2 separate regions of the Anser cygnoides genome follow, and region 2 is linked to region 1. A link is a contact called in public Hi-C data. All regions are on one chromosome and are shown on one strand. Each heading gives the region's core, a stretch centred on a gene start, on an enhancer-like site or on the middle of the called end of the contact. The rest is flanking DNA. Distances are from core to core; before and after follow the strand shown. Region 1 overlaps ELOC (elongin C). Region 2 overlaps JPH1 (junctophilin 1).

Region 1 (7,177 bases), core at 3,206-5,705:
CATGAAAAGCAAGGAACAGGGTCTGCCCTTTGCATAAATGATAAAGCACAAATGGACTACTTCCCACCCCGTCTTAACTGAATGTGTAAGAGACCAAACAGTCATTCTGCAGCTGAAATTCATGACCAGAACCCATCCTAAATTCACTTTGAATAGTTTGTTCTTATACCAAATGTATTTTTTCTACTACACATCTTTTTTTTTTTTTTTTTCCAGGTGTAATGCAATTCCATAATATATTTGTGCAACATTTTTATTCCTGTGTTTTATTGTTTTTTTTTTCTCCTTCCCCATGTCTCCATCACCTGGATGGCAGGCAGTGCTTTTTAGTAACTGTTTGTACAGTGCATAATGCCACAGGGATTCAATCCCTCAAGCATAATAAGGAAACAAATACTATTAGCAGACTCTCAGGAAGAGTTTTTTTTATGAATATCAGTATTTTCTTCTTTAAATACTGTTCTGTTCCTGACTTTGTGATGGCTCATAGTATTCTTTGTTCTAAATTACTCAGTAATCTAAACAACAAAAAGCCCCAGATCCCAGAGTGGGAAGATTTCACAATGAGTTGGTTATATTGTAATTTGCTGTTCATTTCAGCATTGACCTTTACCTATACGAAATATGGGAGAAAACACTTGTGCAGTTAAACCTTCCTAATCTCTTGCAGGTGTAGAGATAGCCAAAGCAGAAATGAAAAATTCTTGGTGGCTTTTTTTTTTTTTTTGGGGGGGGGGGTTGGGGGAGTTGTTTGGGTTTTGGTTTTTGTTTGTTTGTTTGTTTTTAATGAAATAAATCTCTAGTATTTGGCCAGTGCAGTCTCATCCTGCACAAGTAAACTTAAGTTTTGCCAGAAGCTTCCAAGTTTGGAGTCCTAGATCCCAAATACTCAAAGCTTTAGAGGTAAGAGGGCTTTAATGTGGTATCTGCATTATTTCAGGAGGTATTTTGTATTGATCTGATCAAATACGCGGTTATGACTCATATCTAATATATATATAGTGCAAATCATGAAATTGCAACTGTACCTCCTACTGAAAATGTACCTGAAAACATTCATGAATGTGATCTAAAAACCCATTTCATGGTTTGCATTACCTATATTTACAGAAAAAAATGCAATCAATATTCAGTCTGCATTTGTTAGATAATCTTCTGATGTATCTAACCAGTTTCACAAAAGTCAAATATGTTTCTTGATTGGGGTTCTTATAGTTTTATATTCCATTCCCTCCATTATCGTTACCAAACATTTTTTTTCCTCTGGTCTCCCTTTTCCTGTATCATTCTTCTATATACCAAACTATCACAACCTGTTTCTTTACAATTTCTGCCACTGTAACACGTGCTTGATTTCTTTTGTCTTTGTACACTGTACTTGTTTGTAGCTTTCCATCTTATCTCTATCTTGCACGGAATTTAACTGCACATTGACATTAACCTCCCTTTGTTACTCCAGTGACACAGCAACCATAATCTGCAGTGCCAGGAGACTACGTCTCAGGAGCATGGAGGACTACATACCTCACAGAGGACTTGTGCCAACTTCTTCCACTGCCAGTTTAAGGGTACTGAGCTTAAAAAGTCTGTGGAACAGAGATCTGATAAACACACGCTTGATGCACCTGCAGAAAGCGGTCTGCATCATGCTAGTAAAAGGTGTGGAATCAAACCAAGACAAAATTGTATCGAGAAGACAAATTAATTGCATACATCGCTAAAAATGAAAAATATGCTACATTTTCATATGTTTTTGACCTGTTGAAATTGTGTTGCTGTTTTATTTCTTACTGATAATGTAGGGTTTTCATCAATGGCTTCTTCTAATTTTGTCTTACTCAGTTCTTAATAGTAACAGGCACATTTATCGCTTCTGTTCCACGTCAGTTAAAGGAGTGAATGGAGGCAAAGGGAAAGGTTTCACCTTATTCCCGATATGGGAGAAAACACAGCATGAGTGATCCCATTCTCAGATGTCATGTGCTTCCATTTCTTCTCTTATGCAGGATTTATCAATTTTGCAAGTGATCTGTGGCTTTCAGTTTAGCCACAGGAAGACTGAAACCATTTTGTGGTTTAATCCTGGCAGGCAGCTGAGCACCATACAGCCGCTCGCTCACTCTTCCCCCAGAGGGGTGGGGAAGAGAATCAAAAAGGTAGAAGTAAGAAAATTTGTGAATTCAGATGAAGACACTTTAATACATAAAGAAAAAGTTGCGTGCACAAGCCAAGCAAAACAAGGAATTCATTCATTACTTCCCATTGTCATGCAGATGTTCAGCCACTTCCAGGAGAGCAGGGCTTCATCATGCATAATGGTTACTTACCAAAATGTTTTTCCATCAGATCAGAAAAAAATAACCTGGCCTATTCTGTGGACGCACAGTTATAGTTACTGCCAGGGAAGAAGGAGAACACGTGGCCATGGCAAGAAGGGGAACTGCCTGTTCTAGTAATATGCTGCAATCACCATTTTGAAGTAACTGTCAAGCCACGCCTTTGGCACCAGTACTCCTATAACTCTTAGAAATCCTGTAAAGATAAATACTTATAAAGATAAAAGCTATAAAAATGTAAATAATGAGGATGGTGTAGGACCCGTAATCAAAGAATAGATAAACAGATTAAAAAGCTTGTTGTTATGTAATTGTGAAAAGTTCTGCCACATAAAAAGCGTTATCCAGAGCCCGTGTAAGCAGGTTGATTACGGCATCTATCAAATACAAGGTTCAGACTCTGCTCAGTGATAATAAATACATTTAAGATTCAAATAGCATTGTCGTTTAGGTTGTTTGTTTAATCTTTATAAAGACTCTGAACAGAAAGCTTCTCAGCTAAGCCCAAGGGGTATGTGAATACCTACTAAGCTGGTTATCGGAGATGCACAGAAGTGACTCAGACTCCACAACCAATGCAGAAGATGCTGACAGGAAATTTTCAGGTCTGTGTAGCTGTTTAGTCATGCTGGTCTAGAAGCAAGATACATTTGCTGGAGAAAAGACGTCTTGGGTGGCTTACAGAGCCGTACACTAAGCTATCGCAGCTCCAGCACGATGAAAAACAAATCCTCCAAATGTGCACATCACACTGGGCACTGCCATCACCAGAGACTGCCTGCTATGTACAGAGCTTACAGAATTTCAGTTTGCAGGCTTGTACACCAAGATGTCACTGATTCAGCCTGTTGGTTAGGCTTTGTTTTTTTTGAGCGTCCCTTGGGAAAGACTTCATACAGAGTATGATGTTAAGAAAACAAAAAGGATGAGCGGTTACTTGACTATTTCAGCAAATATTTTCAGGCAGTTCTCTTGTTAAATCATAGTTATTTATTACAAGTTAAATATTTCTCATAAGTGCTCTATGACAAATCTGAAAGCAGCTTAAATGATAGTGTGACATTGGGATATGATTTACATGTTTCGAGTAATTTGCTAGAAATAATTCTGACTCAAATGGAGTCTCACTTCTGGAAAGCATTGTATGTCCAATCTAGTATGGTAATGCAGGAAGCTTTTCCCTGTATGAAAAGATAGATGAAATGCCAAATGCAAATAGATCCTAGACGTTTTTCAGGCTCAGCAATACCAAACAATTTGTGCAAGAGATAGTTAACCTGCCTAACAAGTCCTCTGTTGTTTTACTGAGCAGAATATCAACAATTTGTAGCAACCTAAGACATTAATTATGCATTACTTATGGTTTTGTGTAATTGGGATTTTGAAGATAACGGTTGGCTATTATTAGGCGCAAGTAGGATATCCGTAGTATTTTTTTACATGGGAAGAGAAGCCTAAGCTATGAACTTTCATCTGAAAAAGCAGTTTTAATTAATTAACAATTAATATTGAAAGAATTCACAGTATTTGGCTTTAACTTCAAAAGAATCTGACATTCAATATATAAGGAGTACCATTAATTTCCCTCCTCAAACTCATTAATTGCATGAAACTATCCTGAAAACCAGTAACTTTACCATTGCACAGTAAGGTTTTAATTTATCTAAAAGCTCTCGGGTTGTTACTTTCACCAATGTAAAGTGATGAATATATTTTAAGGAGAACGTTAATTTTCCAAATGCTACCCTGAACAAGTGAGGCTACAAAATACTGCATGATGAATGTCTTGAAAATCGTCCGAGTACATAAGTTTAAGAGGAGAAAAAGTTGAAGAAGTCCATTTGTTACAGAGTAATTGTGATCTTACATCATTATTCTCCTCCCACAGAGTGTGGGAGGAAAATCCTCTACCCTGTAAGCATAAAACATTAACATGGTGATGACCGAACTTTTTTTTTTTTTTTTAATCTCAGTGACCTTTCTCCCACAGAAGAGGGATTGCACCATAACCTATGTTTGTAGAAGCATCGCGCTCGAAGCTTTATTTCATGACATGCAACACTCGTTAAAACCTGAACTGATAAAGTCAACATTCTTCTCTCTCGGCTGCCCTACTGACAACACTCAAGCAAGCTTTGTAGATGACTAATAATCACAAAATCTATGTGCTCTTTTCTGGATCTTCCCGCTGTTGTGCAACACATTGAGGTCACAGTGTTGATATGTTCCCATAACATTGCCACCTAGTGAGCTACATTTAAGAAGAAATCCCACTTCAATCCAATTTATTGTTTGTCAAAAAATCCTTTAAAGCTGGACATTTTCCATGGGAAAAAACACCAAATGCCTCATTTGCTAATTACAGAGCTTTGATCCACCTGTATTTTAAAAAGAGCATTACAGTTTTATTTCCAGATTCACTCAATCTTAAAATAAGAGTTCCTGCTTTTTCTCTCCCAGTTGTTGAAACTAAGCTTACAGCCCAGCCTTCACTGTTAGTTTCAGCTAGGAAAATCTGCTATTTCTCATTAGCACCGACACACTAGTGTTGTGATTTTGTTGACTCTGCAGTAGCTGGTACGGTTAAATTACAATGCAACAATTGAGACCAAAAGAAAAAAAAAAAAAAAAAAAGGAAAAACATGGCCTGAAAAGTTACTTCTGTGCCAATAATTCCCTTGTCTACTTCATTATATAAACCAAAAGATTTAGGTAGGTTTGGGGATAGTAAAAACTACCCCTTTCAATGGGATTGTAAAAACAAGAAGGGGAGAAAAATCAAATAGCCACTGCTGCTATTTATGACATTGGTGTATATACTGTAATTTGTAAATGCGAGCAGAAGCAACAGATTTTCCACATTTAATACCATTACTTCAGAAAAGCCTTTTAAATATTGTGTTCGATGCAGTTGTTGAATATAACGGCCTGGTGAATCTTGATGACAATCTCTCTTTTCTTGAACCTCAAAGCCAAAAGGGAATTTAAAGTCTTGTAAAACAGAGTTTGGATTGTTCCAGATACACAGTCCATTTCACGCTGGGAGGCCACCAGAGACTTCTTCACCACCTTATACTATGAAAAATCATAACGTTGCAGGACTTTCCTCGTTGCTTACAATTGGTAAAGACTTTGCAACTTTTCATGGCTAAATCAGAACTTGTTTAAAACGTTAATCACCAGATACAGGACTAGCTTACCAAGCAAAAGGGAGTTCAGTATTACAGGACCCACAAAGTCTTTAAAGGCTGTCTTTAAAGACTGTCTTTAAAGACTCTTCAAGGCTGTTTAGGAATACCAGGCACTTTCAGTATGCTGTCAGTTCTTTGGAGAACTGACTAGTTACAATTAGGAGGAGCTGGAAGAGATCTAAGCACTAACTAAATTCATGAATCTCTTCAGAACTATGAAGAAACCTTTTAGTATCATCCATGGTGTTTCACCATCTTTCACCCAAATACTAGTTTCAATATTAGCAGTTTGCTCACCACACAATTCACGAGAACTATGATTCTACAGCAGAACACCCGCTCTAAGAGGTCACAAATCAAATCAACAGAAACACAGTTTTAAAAATTTTCAACTTTGAAATTTATTTAGAACTCAGGGGTTAAGCGTGGCAAGTTTCCAATTGTCTGTTAATAGCATACCCATGTCACTACCAAGTAAATTGCACTAATTCCCTCTGCCCCCCTCCCCCTTAGAAATCTGCAGGTTAGTTTGCTTAACAGCCAGTGGTTTTGCAAATAGTGTATTCTAGGACACTACTGCATTTCCTGAGTGTTCAAAGCTTCTGTATGATACATTAAGCTGAAGAAAAAAAACAATGATATTATCATTCAGAAATAAAACAGCTATTTTAACTTACTGCTGAAGTATGGAATCATAAAACGCGATGCATTTTGACAGGAAATTGTTTTGGGTTACTTAAAAAAAAATATTTTATGACATCCTTTTTACTTCAGTTTTAAACTAAACAGTTTTGAGCTTCAACTCATTAATCTCAAGACTATTAAAAATGGCTGGAGAACTTATGATTCGCTCAGACAGAAATGTAGTTGGGACTAAAATATCCATGTCAGTACCCCTTTAACTTTTAGGGTATAGTCCTAGTGGCTCTAACAAAAGCAGCATAACAGGGTATTTCTGGTTTTGTGTTCATTTTTTTTTTTAGTGCTCTTGAAAATGAGTTACTAATAGCACTGACCAGAGTGCTCAAACATAGGATTTCAGACAATCGCTTTGCAGTACACTTCAGCTTTATCATGCAAAACCAATCTAGTTATAAACATCCCCACACTAAACACGATAAATTGTGCCAAAGTATGTGATGTGAATAAACGTCAGCTAATCTATCAACACATTGACATATGTCAGCTTGTCTATCAAGCATTGCTCAAGTCCAGAGTAAGATTTCATTTGTCAGAACTGAACTCCTCCATGGGCAGACTGCATAGTCTATGTATAAAGTTACCAGTTTTTGTATGGAAAACCTCAAAGGTTGTACTTATGTTGGCAATAAGGTTTAGAGAAGAGTTTTAACCCTCTAAATTCACAATCAGTTAATACATCAACGAAGAGGTCCCACCATCTGTCAGCAGGACTTTTCCATAAAAGACCACAATCATTTCTTAATCAAAAATCTGAAGCAGAGACAGCCGATGGAAATGCTAACTACATTGTTCTTGCATCATTTTTCACAATACATTCTCATTTACAGATGACTTTGGCAGAAGGGTTCTTCAGGCTGTGACTGAACAAAAAGCAACTTCTTGTCTCAGTTTAAGCTTTTCTTTTTTTCTTTAAATGGAAATTTGTTTTAAACAAAGAATTGATAGTAT
Region 2 (7,177 bases), core at 2,214-4,713, 130 kb after region 1:
TAAGTCACAGCATCCATTAAACTTATGCAGGACTAGAACAATCTTCTCCCTTTTTACTGGGTGCCAAAAGCCTTTCTTGTCTGTTACGTCTTTGATACAGTACTTCCATTAGTCATTTACCCTTCTCTAGGCTTTCACAAGAGACACAAAACCACTTTTACTGGTTTTCTCTGAGAAAAAACAAAACAAAACAAACAAACAAAAAAAAACACTCAAACTGTCCTTGGATAACTCCCTTGACTGAGAAAATGGCTCAGGTTTCATTTGTTTCCTGTCCTAACATGCTCTTTTCTGACACATCTACAAGTTTAGTGATCCCTAGAGGAAACAAACAGGTCAGAGCTGGGATTTCTCAAAATTCGTTGTATTTAGCAATAAAAAGGCCTGTAAAGTCTGGCCTCAATAAAGTCCGCAACATTTGCTAAATATACAAAACCTACAACCTTGAGGATAGGGCTCTACAAAGATATGCCATCTTCATTGCTATCAACCACTAGCAGAATCTTGTCTGAGTCTAGCATGAACGAGCTTAGAGAAAACAGCTCCCTGCAACCTTATGAACCCCTAGATCAACCTTTTCAATCACACTTACTCATGCTTGCTTTCCTAATATGCAAATATTAAGGAAATTAATTACTGGGAAAATTAAATATGAAGATTCCTATGGCACCTCAACATTCATGATTCAGACTGACATCATTATTTGTTGCTTTGCTTCCTAACGCTTTGTTCTCATTTCAATCTCCTTTTAAACTACATTACAAAGCTAGAACATCTTGGCAGCTTCTGGTGAATGTCTTAATGAACATAAAATTTAAATGAAGAGAAAGTAATTGGGAAGTGAGAACTGTCATGGTACAATGAGTTATGAATACTCACTGTAATTATAAATTTTGTATAATTCTAGGATATATGGCCCAGAAGGCTATATTTTAAGAATCTGAAATTTAAGAGCTTTATCAAAGATTTTCAAATATTTAAACGGACTTAGGTCTCAGGTAGTGCAGAGATCACTCCTTAAGACAGACAAAAATGCTTAACTTGTTTACGGAGAGTTATACGTATTTCACGTTTCTTCTCTCTTTCTTGTTGATTTGCTACATACATTTGGTTCTTGCTGACAGCATGTTTGTTTACCATTCTAAGCAGCTGAAGCAAAGAGAGAAAAATTACGCTTTCCCACACATAAGTAATTTTCAAGACAATTTAGCACAATGGTAAGCTTTCTCTTAACAATAGTTTCACAAACTGAGATACAACGTGTGTCATTAGCTTTTAGAAGCACTAACAGAAGCTTAAAAAGGAATTGTAAAACTAAAAAGCTCAAGCAACAGAAGAAAACTGAGAAATTGCTATTAGGAGGCAACAATGCTTACCTTGTTTTCATTCAAACATACAAAAATGCTACTCGAAGAGCAGATACTTGCTGCTGTTTGTGTGAGGGAATGTAAATATTTTAAAAATGTATTTTTATTTTATTATCTTAAATGACAAAAGTTATTGCTAGTATTGCCCTATCACTCATAGTATGGCATGTGAGAAATATATAAATAAGCAAGCACTTGTACATGTGAGTCTCAGGGTTAACTGGTACCGCTCTGGAAGAATGTATCTGAAGAAGACATCATGAACACTGAGGATGAAAAGGCTCTCTGACACAGTAATACCTGAAAGCATCACAATGATGTACAAAACTGGTGTTTTGCTGCAGCTTATTTGGAATAAGTGAAATTTAGTCAAAATCTCAGCATCTTGAGGTTATCCAAGCAAAGGGAATAACAATCTTTTCAAATGTATACAAATATCCAGCCACCCTGAAAATAATTAGGAAATGTAAAATTTAGATTCCATAAGAGATATTTATCTTTTGACAACTAGCTAACTAATTGATAGACATTTCCATACAAAGAATAGAGTTAGAAGATGTTGAGAAAAGTTTTGTAACTCACTGTGGACACACAGAGCTGGAATGGGGGAAAGAATACAAACCCTTGCCTTTGGTAACTGAAATAAAAGTTTAAGTGAGAGGAAAATAAGAATCCTACACCTTCTCTCCCCAGATCTCAGCCAATTTGTCAGCAATGTTACTTCCTATCCTGTGGCAGGAAGTAAAAAAAGACACCTAACAAATTCTCTATCTGGTGGATTTTTTGGTGTCGCATTTCACACCATCACACGTTTCCATTTTCTCTTGAGTATTCTAGCCATTTCCTTATTTCAAGGATTCAGCAGCTTTGAAATACTTCCACTCCAAGTGCTTTAACTCCTTCGTTTCTATTCTCTGTCAAGCTTTCCTTTGACAGGGTCCTTGCTATTAGTTCTCTGCATGACTGAACCTATGACTTAACTTATGACCAGTAAGATGAACTGCTGCTATAAACTGGGAGTTCATCAGTTTGTGAAATAATGAAATAATGAAAAAAAAAAAAGACTTTGGTATCACAGGAGTAAATGTGGGCCACTGATATGATGAGTCCACAGAAGAGGAAGTATTGAGGTAATTTCCAACAGTGAAAGGTACATAGTGATACCATGTTAAAGCCAGTAGTCTTATTGCTGCAATTACTTCTGTTGAGCACTGCCTACAGTTCTGGTCACACATGTTAAAGAAAGACACATTTAAACCAGGATGGATACAAAGGAAGGTTAATAAGGGGAATGGAGATTCTAACCTGCATGAGGTGACCAGCCTTTGACTTATGTACTAAACAAATAAAAAAATAAAGCCCCAACCCTCCCAACCCCAATATACACAGATTGCGCTCTACAACAGAATACTTAGAAATAAAGCAAAAAAAAAAAGTGCTGTTTAGCCTAACTGACAATAATGACTTATGAACCAGTTATTTGTAGTGATATACATTGAAAATGAAGGAAATGTGGATTGTTAGAAAAAGTTGAAAAGATAGTTCTTCAATTATGGGGTCATAGTACTAGCCTGTACTATGTAGTAGTACCTTTAAGGACAAAGGGGTTTGTATCTGCAGAAAATTACAGTAAGTGTACACAATAATCTATTTTAGAAGAAAAATGCAGACAAGTCCTTGAAAAGTAATAAATGATATAAAAACTCATTTGACAGGTGAAAGAAAGGACAAAATTCTGAAAATACATTAACTTGCATAAATGAAGATCCATTTCACCTATTCAACCTTAAGCTAAAGAGCAGCACGCAAAAATATTAACCTAATAAAAAGACACTGGAAAAACAAGGTAAAAAACACATTACTTCTTTTACAGCAACTTTTCAAACCATGTGACTGGTGAAAATGTGTTGCAGTGTAACACAGAATTAGGTGACACAGAATTGATGCCATGATATCCTGAGTCTGGGACTAATCTTCCACAGAGCACCACAGGCATAAGAGGAAAGAGTCCCTCACGAGTTATAGATGTGCAATGGCAAAGCATTCTCCAGAGCTCAGGCCTTAGCTAGCCAAGACTGTCAAAATTTCCCTCAGATAGTAAAAAGGATCTTTCCCATAATGAACACTCCACAAAAACAACCTGAATTTCTGTTGATTTATGTTCTCTGAAGTCTTACATTGACATCGTTCTGAAGAAGCGATTAACTTCAGACAAAGCTGTATGCTTGATACTGACTTTTGGGCACTGTTTTATACAAAGCAACAGTCAACAAATAATTACAAAATGAAAACAAAACCACCCTGAGGAACATGCAGTCTTCATTACTGTCACATAACTACTGCTTCTGTATAAACAACATTCAAAATGGAATAAACTTTTTAATTTAACACAGAACCTTTCTACTGCAAGAAAAAAGACTGGCCACAAAACAAAACCGATCTATAATTACCTGGTTGGTAGAAATTTGGTGAAAGTTCTCTGGCAACTGCTCTTGCAATATCACATTCCTGGCGAGCAGACTGAGCGGCCTGATCTGCGGCATCAGCTTTAGCTCTGGCATGTGCCGTTCTGTACAGAGTAGAAAACAGTTTATATGCAGAGGCGTCTATTATGAGTTGCATCAATAATGCAAGAGTAAAGTCCAGCTGCCCTTAGCTATTGTGCACTGTACTGCATAGTTCAGTTAGTCCCATGTGCTGCAAATCACTGCAAATCAAAGTATTCAACAATCGACGTGTTAGTCAGTTTTTCAGTCCTGCTCACCCTTGTATCACATTTACTTGTAGGTACACAATTCACAACTTGGCTTAATATTTAACTTTCTCAATAGAAAAAAAAAAGGTATCTAATTGAAACTGAGATTATGATTATTTGGTCAAATGCTAATACACAGAAGAACACAGAAGGTCAGACTGGGACACTACACTGACTCCCAAACAGGGGTCTGTGAGACCAGGACACATGGTGTTCAAAGGGACTGTGGAATGCCTTTAAAAACACCTTTACAACATTTCAAAGTTAATGTTCAATACTGGGGGAAGGGCAAAATTGAGGTATATTGTCCCCAAAATTTGAGAAATGTGTTCCACAGTCAGACCATGTTGGAAAAGAATCGGATAGAAAATATGTGTTTGATGCTTCAATAGTCATTTATATAAATGGGGACTTAACACTTCTAAATTCTTCTAATTCACTTAATTTCAAATCCAAAACAATCTGAAAAGGCAACTTTTCTGAAGTCAAGACAAGAGTTTGGAATGCTTTCATAAAGTAATCTTCACTCTGCTTCCCCTTTTTTCTTCTGTTATTTTTAAAAAGGACTCAAGAAGAGCTTGTGCAAGTGCCTGTCACTCCTGACTGTGCAAATTGATAGCTGTGTTACTGCACAACTGCATTGCTGTTTGTCCCATCTTCCCTCACCACTTCATTTTTTAAATGGTCATCTGTATAGAAATTCCTGATGGCAGTGATCTCTGTGTCTCTGCAGTGCTAGCACATAGCCTAGAGCTATAAAATGCTTCATTAGAACCGAGGGGAAGCTAAACATGGCAAAACAGCAGAGTTTTTCAGAGCCTCTAGAGAGAGTCATAACATTTCTAAAACAGTTATATTCAATTTTATGATCTCAGGAATTTTCTCATAGCATTCTAGCAGAAAGCTTACATTTAAGTAAGAATAAATTAGCAGGACAACAAAAGCTGCAATTTTTATCCCAAAAGCTGGGTGATAACATCAACAGTAGCCATATAAATGAAACCCCCAAACTTTCAGTGATTTCTATGTAAAAAAATAGTTTTATTTGCAAGGAATGAAGAAGAGTTCTATGTGTTCTAGACACAGGAAGAATTAAATGTTAGTATTGAACTGAATGAGCACCAAGAGATTAACAGTATTGCAGACTTTGCATTTCTAAAAAGATGCTTAATCTCATAGGGTAGTAGTACAAACACAGACATAAAAAAACACATAGTTTCATCTGTGGTGCCTAGAGAAGATTTATTTAAGTTACATCCTCCCCAAAATGTGTGTGTGGATAAATGTTGAATGTTATTTCAAAGCTTAACTTGTCATAATTTAACGGATAAATATCAGCTTATGTTGCTTTCTCATCGGTCCCTCTAGGTCTCCAAAAAGAAGATTATAATGAGGAAATAAGCGATAACACCTTTGACTTGTAGTCAGGATCAGGAAAGAAACTGTTAATCAAAACAAACATGTTATAATCCCATATGTGTTCTGTGCAGTTCATGAAGGGTTGTACGGTATGTGCTTGTTCAGTAACAGCAATCAAAACTGTTCTTTCTCTATAATCATTATTTTCAATTAGATGAGCTATTCTTAGCTCCTGCATAATTATGTCTATGTAGCGTAAACCTAATGAAGCAATCATAGCACTGGGACATTGTTTTATGAGACAATAATGTAGTCTGCACATGGATAAACTAGACTCTGATCACCCTTTTGTGATGATAGAACAACTAGACTATTCCCATATAAAAATAGTCTAACGCTATTGTCACAGCAGCAGTAGACACTTTAAAAGCTAGTATACTAAATGGCCAGCACCAGGAAAACATACTGCCAGTTGTTTATTGATGCTTGTGAATTTTTGTAGTATTACACCCAAGAAACATCCTGTCTAACACGTACTGAAGCAGTGAAGGAATGGCAGTTACTCAAGGAACGAGCTAGTGAAGCTTAGCCACGTGAAGCTGGGCAGAAGCAAGTCACAGCAGGAAGAAGCCAGTGGAACAGAAGGCAAATGAGTGCTGTTTTGCTTGGCTGCCTTATCTTTCACCTTTTACTTCTTCTTTTGCCTTTCACTTCCTGCCGTTCTGCCGCCTTTGTAGCTGCAGCCAGCCAGAAATGTGAGCACGTGGCTGTACCAAGACATCTCCCTGCTGGCTTCTTCAGCAAGCATCATCCACGAACGACACTTGGCAAATGCCGAAAGAAGAGAAGTGGGCAGCATATAGCTCTGTATAACACAGGGCTGCACACTCCATCTGTGAACAAGGGCTCGTCATTATTTGCGTTATTTGCTATTTAGCACCTTGGCATTTGGATGCTTTACTGGCCAACTAGCAATGTGTACTTTCTGGTCTCAATTTGCAATCGTATATTCAGACATTTTTTCACTTCATGCATGCTTACTTGTTGCAGACTCAAATATTTTTCTGTTGCTATTTAATATTCTTTTCTTTTTCATTCTTTCTTTGATTTGCCTGTGTGTTTTCCAAATTGCCTGCTTAGAGTAACTCCTGCTTGGCACTATGTTTTGTTGTACTTGCTCTATTCTGCCCTGCACTCCCCGACTAGTGGGGACTATTAGCAGAGACTGTGGAGAGAGATGTGGGTTTTGAATAACAACTTTTATAAGGGAGAGATACCAAAGCCAGACAGCCCTACTGAAATGCAACTCATTTGTTCCACTCACGCTCTATACAGTGCAGGAAAGCCTATTTCTTGAACTTGTGCCCTGGAATAATTTTGTCACTGTAAAGTCTTGAAGTTTTGTTTATTATCAGTAATTAATCATGGCCATTTAAGCCTGTGACTTGATATATCATCAAGTTGAAATCAGCCACTATCTACTTGAGAATTGTTGTTTTTTTTTTCTTCCCCAGAGAACTCCACATCTCTTGCTGCAACAAGAAATCTTTATGAGAATTTTTGAAAGAGAAAACTCAAAAATTTCTCCTCTCCCCACAGCCAAGAAAAAGACTTCTGCAGGTTTTGCATGCTGTTCTACACATTCTCCAGGAAGGGTTAATCTGTAGTTTCAGCAGCAAAATAGAAACTATGCAGG

What was found. A called contact is a pair of places that touch in the nucleus more often than the background predicts.
Region 2: a contact with region 1 is called in a Hi-C map of liver, with 4 times the contacts expected there. The contact joins two enhancer-like sites. A contact is called at or near these places in 2 of 7 Hi-C or Micro-C datasets (both in liver).

The regions. Positions count from the first base shown.
Region 1 is chr2:130,204,031-130,211,207 of Taihu_goose_T2T_genome, forward strand. ELOC (elongin C) reads right to left here. Exons shown (of 4, transcript XM_048077028.2): 4 at 5,904-7,177. Among named protein-coding and RNA genes, the nearest start is that of UBE2W, 6.1 kb to the left of the region's middle. Within about 2 kb of position 4,456, at least 2 of the 3 cell types and tissues checked have open chromatin away from gene starts, as enhancers often do. A contact at or near this core is called in liver, where this site is marked.
Region 2 is chr2:130,334,373-130,341,549 of Taihu_goose_T2T_genome, forward strand. JPH1 (junctophilin 1) reads right to left here. Exons shown (of 6, transcript XM_048077035.2): 3 at 3,818-3,936. Among named protein-coding and RNA genes, the nearest start is that of JPH1, 56 kb to the right of the region's middle. Within about 2 kb of position 3,464, at least 2 of the 3 cell types and tissues checked have open chromatin away from gene starts, as enhancers often do. A contact at or near this core is called in liver, where this site is marked.